Regions from separate parts of the Nothobranchius furzeri genome. Here region 2 is linked to region 1. Evidence: chromatin contacts called from public Micro-C data. All regions are on one chromosome and are shown on one strand. Each heading gives the region's core, a stretch centred on a gene start, on an enhancer-like site or on the middle of the called end of the contact. The rest is flanking DNA. Distances are from core to core; before and after follow the strand shown.

Region 1 (4,088 bases), core at 280-2,779:
AATTTAAGAGTCTGAACTGGCATAAAAAGATAATTCCTTTATTGGAATTTACAGCAACATCTAAAATGTGTAACACCAGCAGTGACTCACCTCACAGAAGCATTTGTGAAAGGCTTATGTTAGAAGAGAGCAGCAAAGACACAAAATCAACTTATGTGGTCGTCCTGTCTGTGCACAAACACACCTAACCTATTAGTTGTTGTGTTTTGTCCCAAACAGGCAGTGAGCGATTACATGCTCTATTTCACTGCACTTTGGGTTAGATCGTTCGACCAGCTAGACTGCAATACTGCTGGGGAGCTGAGGTCTTGAGAGGATGCGTTTGGGATAGGGGATGTTTCATGTAAATTCCTAATCTGTGAAAACTTTCAGTGGCAAAGGCAAAGTCATGCTTTGAAAGCAATGTGGCCAGTCCGGTTTATATTTAGCTCACTGTAAAGACTGGAAACACGATCTGTACAACGAGTAAAGGAAGCTAAATTGTCACGACTGACAAAAAACAAAGTTACTATAGAATAGATCTGAAGTGTAAAATAATCACCATCTCATTTAAAGTCATTTTAATTTGTCCAAAAGAAGCAATCATAAACGGCTAATGAGCTGTCTTTATCATAGTAACAGTTTCAGTTATTTATAGAAACTCTGAATCACAACAGAAACTCCTGAGTCAAACACCGTTTACTTGGAAACATGTGGGTGGAACGAGTTAATATTTACTGCATGTGAACAATGATGATCTTTACACAACAAAAGGAACAATAAGGTTTTACTTCATCGTTTCAAACTATTAATCATTTACCTTTAATGTATTGATCAGCAAAGATATAAAGATCAAACACAAAGTACTGATTCACCGTAAGTGGAGTTGCACCATATAGAAACGATTCCATTAGCAGAGGAAAGATTTATATCTTCTTTGTAGGCGACTTGTTATGAGACGCTAACAGGGACTCTGTAAAGCGATACCCATTCCTTTTATTTATTTATTTATTTTACCGATTCAATTAGGCTTCAACCACAGAGACAGAGGATCCATTACTGAATGCATTTACTGTTATGGTCACAAATGAGTGCAGCGTTGTGCATCAGTGCAGGAGAATGTTTCATAGCTGCTTTACAGCTCTACAATGCGCAGCAACAACTCAAGTGCAACAGTTTGCACAATGAATATGTGCCTCTGCTTGCCATCTCTAAAGCTGTCAAACTGGATTGCCCCGCAGGCTGAGACAGGGACAGGAGAGAGGAAGAGGGTTGTGCAAAACCAGGAGTTTGTGCCAAGTTCACTGTAATTTAAGCTCCCCAACTTCCCAGGATGTGACTACTTTTACTGGAGTAACAAAGCAGCAGGAGGATTAAGATTCAAGAGATGCTTTGACATTTCAGAGAAGAGACAAAAGAGACAAAAGCGACAGCTGCGATTCTTAAGAGTGAGGAGGAAACTGAAAAAGGAGGACAGATTTATGACAAGATGGTGATGTCAACTCCGGGAGACAAAGTACAAGCTTTGGCCTCTGGGCCTCGGGCAGCAACAGCTGGATTAGACCAGATTACACCCTTCTTTTTGTTTGATTACATTTCCTTCCTTCAGATGAACTGATTAACATTTGATGACAGCAAAGAGGAAAAACTGGTACTTAGTTCATTATTTTAGGTTTTGTGTGAAAATAAGTCCAGGACTTGAAAAGGGCATCACAAAAGTGATGTTATCAAACCAGACATGGAGGAAAACTGAGGGAAAATGGCAAAATCCTCCCTTCAGAAGGAAAGAACCCCCATAAATCTGAACATGTGGTAAGTAGCAGCTACGATAGAGAGGAGATTCTGTGGTGACGTCATGTATGTGACGTGCCGATATCTGATTTGTAGTCATGCTAATTACGAACTTCTACAAGCTGATTAATCTCAAAGTGGCGTGATTCAAACACACAGCATTACTTTTCATTTAAATTGAAGTACAGCATACTGTATATGTGATCCAGGGTCTAAGGCAAAGCGAATTAGAAAACAGCTCTTTTACCTCCATTGACACATTCATTTTTTCGTTCTCCCTTTTACGCTGTTATGTTTTTCTTTTGTTACCACGCCTCTCTCTCCTGATAAACTCGGAGCGGGTCTTACCAGATGTAAAAGCGTTGCGTAACGCCCGTGAAACACAGTAGGAAGCAATTAGCTATCATTATAGTGGATGGGTGCGTTTTAACTGGTTGCGAAGCTTACGCCTAAAGTCTTATTTTTTAATGCACTCCACTTCTAGAATGCATCAAGCTCAGTAGTTCAGATCAGGCCAGACAGGAAGTCAAACACGAAAGCAGTGTAAAACATCTGGAACTTTCAAAAATAAAAGTCACATGCAGATTTCAAGTTGGTTAACTAGTAAAAAAAAAAAAGTACGTTATTACCTGTGAAACCTCTTTAACCGAGGTAAAGATAACAGAAACCCTTTTTGAATACATGCTGCCATCTTTCTTCGTGCTCGTCATATCATGAACTACTGAAATCACACACAGTCTTGCAATTCTATGGTCACTTTGTGACCTTGCGAGACCACCTACATGGAACGGTTTTGCTGCCGTTTGGCAGCTTGTGGGTAAAACGTGCCCATTACATTACTTGCCGCTTAAAAATCCAGGGGGCAGCTGGGTTGAGCCTGCTGGAGATTTTTCAGAATGGCAGGTGGAAGTCTACTGAGGTTTTCTGGATTGCAGACTTAGGTGAGCTGTGATGGATCTGAAGAGCTAACTGTAATGAGATGCAGATGGTGAAAAGTTTGCAGCATTGTCATTTAAGAGGTTGCACAGAAGAAAATGCTTCAAATACTGAAAATAGTCCATCTCGAGTTTTTCAGCTACTTCTCCAATAAACCTCCATAATTTCGTCATTTCTTTTGACCCCAAACTGACAGTTTAACATGAAGTTTTCCCACAAGTACATTGCCTCTCCTATCCATGATGCAGTGTTCCTTCTCCTTGACAACCTTACTCATTAGGTATTGAGGGGACGGATGGAAAAAGTGCATGTTCCCCCTCAGCCTGGCAGCAGCATTTCTGCTCATTCTGGTGCATGCATCTCATTGGAGATGTGAATCCCATCAAAACAATAAACCAATAGATCCACAAACCTATGGCATCAATTTATCTCTTCTGAGTTAATAACTTGTATTCGTTACATGATAAAAAGTGAGCAGGTGCTAAAACAAAAGCCAATTTTTAGTATTTAACATGCAGTTCAGCATTTTATACAAAAAAGTTACCTAATTTGGACATAAGAGGATTTAAAAAATGCTTTAGAGTGCAATCCCATCATGACCCCAGTTCCTTTACAAAAAGAGTTTAAAGAGAAAGATGAGGCCGTTGAGCTGGGGTTCACCAACACTTCACAACTCCCTTCACACACGGGGGGACGTTCAGAGGCTCTTTGAATAGCACACAAAGCGAGAAAGAGCACGTAAAAGAGGATTATAAAAAAAGAGGGAATGTTAAAAGAAAAAAAATAAAACCTTTGGCAGCGCTTTTTGTGTTTGGCATTCAGGTCAAAGACAGCCAAAACTCAACCAATGGGAGAACATTGCCACCTCCCCCTCCACTCCACTATGTTTGCAGTAGTTGCTTTTCACAGGAAGGAGGAGGACCACTTTACTCCCTACTGGCAACCGACGTCGGAAGCATTTGGAGAGAACTGAACACACTGAAACAGGAGGAAGCCAGACGAGCTGTTAGAGCCACAGAGCTCTGTAATTCAAAGAGGCCTAATGGTCATCTCTGCAAAATGATTCATCTGCAACAAAAAAACCAGACCAGAGCAGAACTGGCTGCGTTTCACATGCAGGCAAGAATAAAGATGTTTTCCACATGTTTGTCTTCTGTTGCCACATTTCGCCCAATTTTATGAGCCAGAAAACATGTGAGTGACATTTATACTCAACAAGGTTTCAATCTGCAACAAGCATGCTAAAGGCATCATTTTTATTTTTTCATACAGGCCATATGAGTGGCATACGAAAGGAACACATCTGCATCCTCATCATAAGATTGTTTGTTCTTTTTCAATCTCAGGAGACAAATATGGTGCTGCACACAAGTGTTTCCTTT
Region 2 (4,307 bases), core at 1,637-4,136, 45 kb after region 1:
GAGAATGAGAGACAAATTTGTCCATGTTAAAAAGTCTCTTGTATACAAAAAACAAAATACAAACACACCACCTTGGATCGGATACATGACAGGATACCACAGAACAGCGCTACGCCCTCTGTTGTCCTGCCGGGGAATTGCTTTGCAACACTACCCAGGAGACTGAGAAGTATGAGAGCAAAACGCTTCCGTCAGTCCGTGCGTGTCTGTCCCTTGCGGAGCTGACGGAGAAGCATGAATCAGGCTTAAGGCTGAGTCCAGGCACCCCGCGGAGAACACTCCTTTCGGTCGCTTGTATCCCCAATCTTGTTCTTTTGGTCATTACCCAAAGCTCATGACCATAGGTGAGGACTGGGCAGTAGATTGACTGGTAAATCAAGAGCCTTGCTTTCCGGCTCAGCTACTTCTTCCCCACAACAGACCGGTTCAGCGTCCGCTTCACTGCAGACGCTGCCCCAATCCGCCTGTTGATGTCTCCCTCCTTCCCTCACTCTCGAAGAAGACGCAAGAAACTTGAACTCCTTCACTTGAGGCAGGCCCTCTCTCCCGACCCAGAGTTGGCAAGCTGCCCTTTTCCAGTCGAGAAAGATTATTGTTTTTTTAATAATGGTTTCCAAAATGTTAATAATAAATGATAAATGGAAAGAAAACAGGAAGCAGGAAACATTACAAACACTCATGCAGCACATCAACCACCTGGGTCTATTTAAGTAATTGTTTTTACACTTTGAATGAATAATTGACTCAATGTTTTACTTTAAATTTATCTTGGTTAAAACATTATTTTAACAATTTACCTTTTACATCAGCACAGGCCAATATATTTAGTTGACCCAATTTAAAGCCCGGCACATGCACAGATAACCACATAGAAAGTTTCAGTTTAGAGTCTCAGAAATGAATTTGTTGTGATGACACTGCTGCTAACTCAGGAGCATCAAAACGTTTTGTTTACAGTTTACAGAAAAATTTGAATGCACTTTAGATTTTACTGGTGAGTTCTAGCAGGGTGTGTTTTCAGTAGTGTTGCACGATATCATGAAAAGCTGCTATGCGTGATAACAGTGATTAATATTGCAATGATGATGATGACTTGAAATAAAAAAATACTTAACTCAAGAACAAAAATTATCAAATATCATAAAAAATGGGAAATGCAACGATTGTAATCAAAAGATGTGAGGAAACGGAAAAAGAAAATGAACAAGAACAATCAGTGGATCCTGGAAGAAGCAGAACGAAGCTTATTCAGGTGTTTGCTAACCATCCAAATTAAGTGTCGTAACCTATAAGAACCTTTAGCATTATGTCTAGCAAGCATTTGAGCTGACCATTTTGTTTTATTCTGTTCTTTGCGATATGCGTATGCCGATATTGCGAAGATGATATATTTGTGATGCATTGTGCAGCCCTATTGAGCACTATTTTTACCTTTATTAAGGCTGTCAAAGTTAATGCATCATTATCGCATTAATGCAATAATTAACGGCTGCTAATATTTTCTCACGCAATAATGCTTTTTTAGAATTCTTTTGATGAAAACAAAACCACGCATGCAGGTGAAGGGCAACGCGGGGATGAATGAAGACTCTCTACCTGCCCTAACCCCTTGCAGTTGTTTTCATGTGGATAATTTATTTCTAAACTTATATTGTTTATGAAATGAGAAATGTTAGAAAACATTCGTATTTACATCAAGACATGATGTAATGGAAGTTCCTGTCATACTTGACTAGTAGCCCATTACATGACGCACATACCTGTCATAGCCGAGTGCACCTTGTACTAGACTGATACGATGGAGGGTGTGTCTGCAGAATGGGTGTGCCATTTATGCAAGTTTACCTGCTAGAAAAAAGCAATTTTCTGCTTTTAGGCACTAAAACTGGGTTTATTTTGTCATAAAATGAACAACAACGGAAACAGATTGACGAATAGACCAAAATCGAACAGACAATGCATTTGACCACCCTCTGGAAGTGATGCAGGGATTTCGTGGTGCAGTTCCCATGAAAAGCCACTAGAAACACTGACAGGCTCGACATGTGGCACCAGTCACAAATCTGCACTGTTTCAGGAAAGTGATGGTCATTGTGTGAACTGTTGCGACTTCAACAGGCGCTTCAGCGCACAAAGCCGCTCATTTGTCTTCAATAAACCTGAAAACTCGTTTAACGACAATTTTACATCATGTGGACGATTACTCAGACGGAACAGATGTCTCGCAAAACAGATGTCTCAAGACCTGATGTGGATCGCAGTCTTCGCTAAGAGGCCTTTATTAATAAGTGACCGCGAACAAAGATGTTACAAAATGCTACATTTATATATGGTATTTTTTATTTTATTAATGTAAGAGAACCAAAAACAAAGTATGTTTTAGGCGCCTTCGTATTTGGAGCTAGCCGAGGTTTGAGTTGTATTAATCCATCTGAGTGGACAAAGACCAGGCGTAGGAGCGAGAAAGTGACACCACAAGCTACCATTTTTGTTTAAACTTTTACGACTGTTTGTAAATTTTCTTTTCGAAAGAAAGTAACACAAACAACATAAAAGCTCACACAGCTGGAGTGTGTAAAGTTTCCTGTTTAGGTGACCCAACTTACACAGTTCATATGCGGTTTGTAGGCTTACCTTAGTGTTGACTCCAGTGACAATGGGCAAACAGCGACACGCTCAACAAAACCACAAACCCGCGCGTGAGAAGTAACTAATCTCGCGTGAAAGTGACGGAAATAAGGTTCACATTCAAGAATCCCTCAGCTTACAAATATTTCCTTTAATTTAAAACATGGACTGAGCATGTACGTCTCGACCTGTCCTCGCTTGTTTTTCCGTCGCGGGGTGACTGCCTCCACCTCACAATCTCTTTTTTCAAGCTAACCGGATTTGACATCTCACTTCCGCTTTTCCTTTCAAAATAAATTTACGCAGTTTCATTCTTGATGTTGAACATGTTCTAAATGCTTTCAAAATAACACATATAATTCAATTAATTAGTTTTAATTAGTAACTGCTAATACAGGATATACAATACATAATCACAGATTTTAAAAGTAAATCTGCAAGATTAAGACAAAATTTAGGCTTATGTATAAAACACATTTAAATCAACATTCAGTGACCAAAAATAAGATCAACTATACATTTTAAAGGAATAGAAATTATTTAGAATGAATGAAATACTAATAAAAAGACAAAAAACAGTAGATCATAAAAAAATTATAATTGCGCAACGAAACTAGGATCCTTGAAACTGGAACTTTTATCCGTGCATGTGCAGGAATTCCTTCTTAAACAAACTTTAGAGCCAGTGAATACCATAGAGTCTTGATTAATAATTGAAAATGGTCAAACCTTTGAACAGTTTTGTGTTTCAAAGGAAGGTTGTTCCACATATTTAGTGTCATTGTTGATCTGTGAATGTCAAAACAAAAATAACTGACTGTAGTTTTTAAGTATAGCTTACATCATTAGCTGCTGAATAGATGAAGATTATTCAGTGATGATTTTCTAACATTTTGAATTTGCAAAAACTATTTAATAAACGTTTCTGTTATATCATACTTTACATAGACACCTAAGACTTGGCAATGTGTGTGTGTGTGTGTGTGTGTGTGTGTGTGTGTGTGTGTGTGTGTGTGTGTGTGTGTGTGTGTGTGTGTGTGTGTGTGTGTGTGTGTGTGTGTGTGTGTGTGAAACAAGTGTTTAGTTACCCAGTCAAGGTGACTGATGCAAAATAATGCAACATTTATAAAAGAAAAATCTATAATATACTGTTTGCCTGAACTTCTATGAACTATCTGAGATTTAAGAGGCTTGCTGGATTTGACTGTGTTTATCCTGACTGCTGCTGTCCACTAATGCAGCTGATTACTACTTCACACATCTTCAATTAGTAAGTCCAAACCGTTGCAATTTTACACAAAATTGTCTGTGTGTGTGTGTGTGTGTGTGTGTGTGTGTGTGTGTGTGTGTGTGTGTGTGTGTGTGTGTGTGTGTGTGTGCGTGTGTTGGCTAAATACTCATTTTATCAATGTTTCATTTCCATATGTGTTATTCCTCTGTTTGCGTATATTTCCCCATTTTTCTTCCACCAAACTCTGAAAAGGACACAAAGCTTTCACTTTGAAGGAAAATAATAGTATTTCCGGTTTCATACCGTGGTTGCTGACGCTTGGCTGCTGCTCCCGTTGGTGACGTCACTGACGCCGGGACTAGTACAGGACAACGCTGGAGGAAAAGGGGACAGATTGGGTGTGTGTGTCGCCCCTTGGCGATAAGAATGAGAAATATATTTTCTTTAA

Evidence for each region. A called contact is a pair of places that touch in the nucleus more often than the background predicts.
Region 2: a contact with region 1 is called in a Micro-C map of tail fin, with 4 times the contacts expected there. The contact joins the promoter of nck2a here to the enhancer-like site in region 1. A contact is called at or near these places in 2 of 2 Hi-C or Micro-C datasets (skeletal muscle and tail fin).

The regions. Positions count from the first base shown.
Region 1 is chr14:26,104,367-26,108,454 of NfurGRZ-RIMD1, forward strand. All of the region lies in intron 1 of nck2a (NCK adaptor protein 2a), which reads right to left. Among protein-coding and RNA genes, the nearest start is that of ecrg4a, 39 kb to the left of the region's middle. Within about 2 kb of position 1,530, at least 1 of the 3 cell types and tissues checked has an H3K27ac peak or open chromatin away from gene starts, as enhancers often do. A contact at or near this core is called in tail fin, where this site is marked.
Region 2 is chr14:26,148,191-26,152,497 of NfurGRZ-RIMD1, forward strand. nck2a (NCK adaptor protein 2a) reads right to left here and starts at 2,887. Exons shown (of 4, transcript XM_015966158.3): 1 at 2,635-2,887.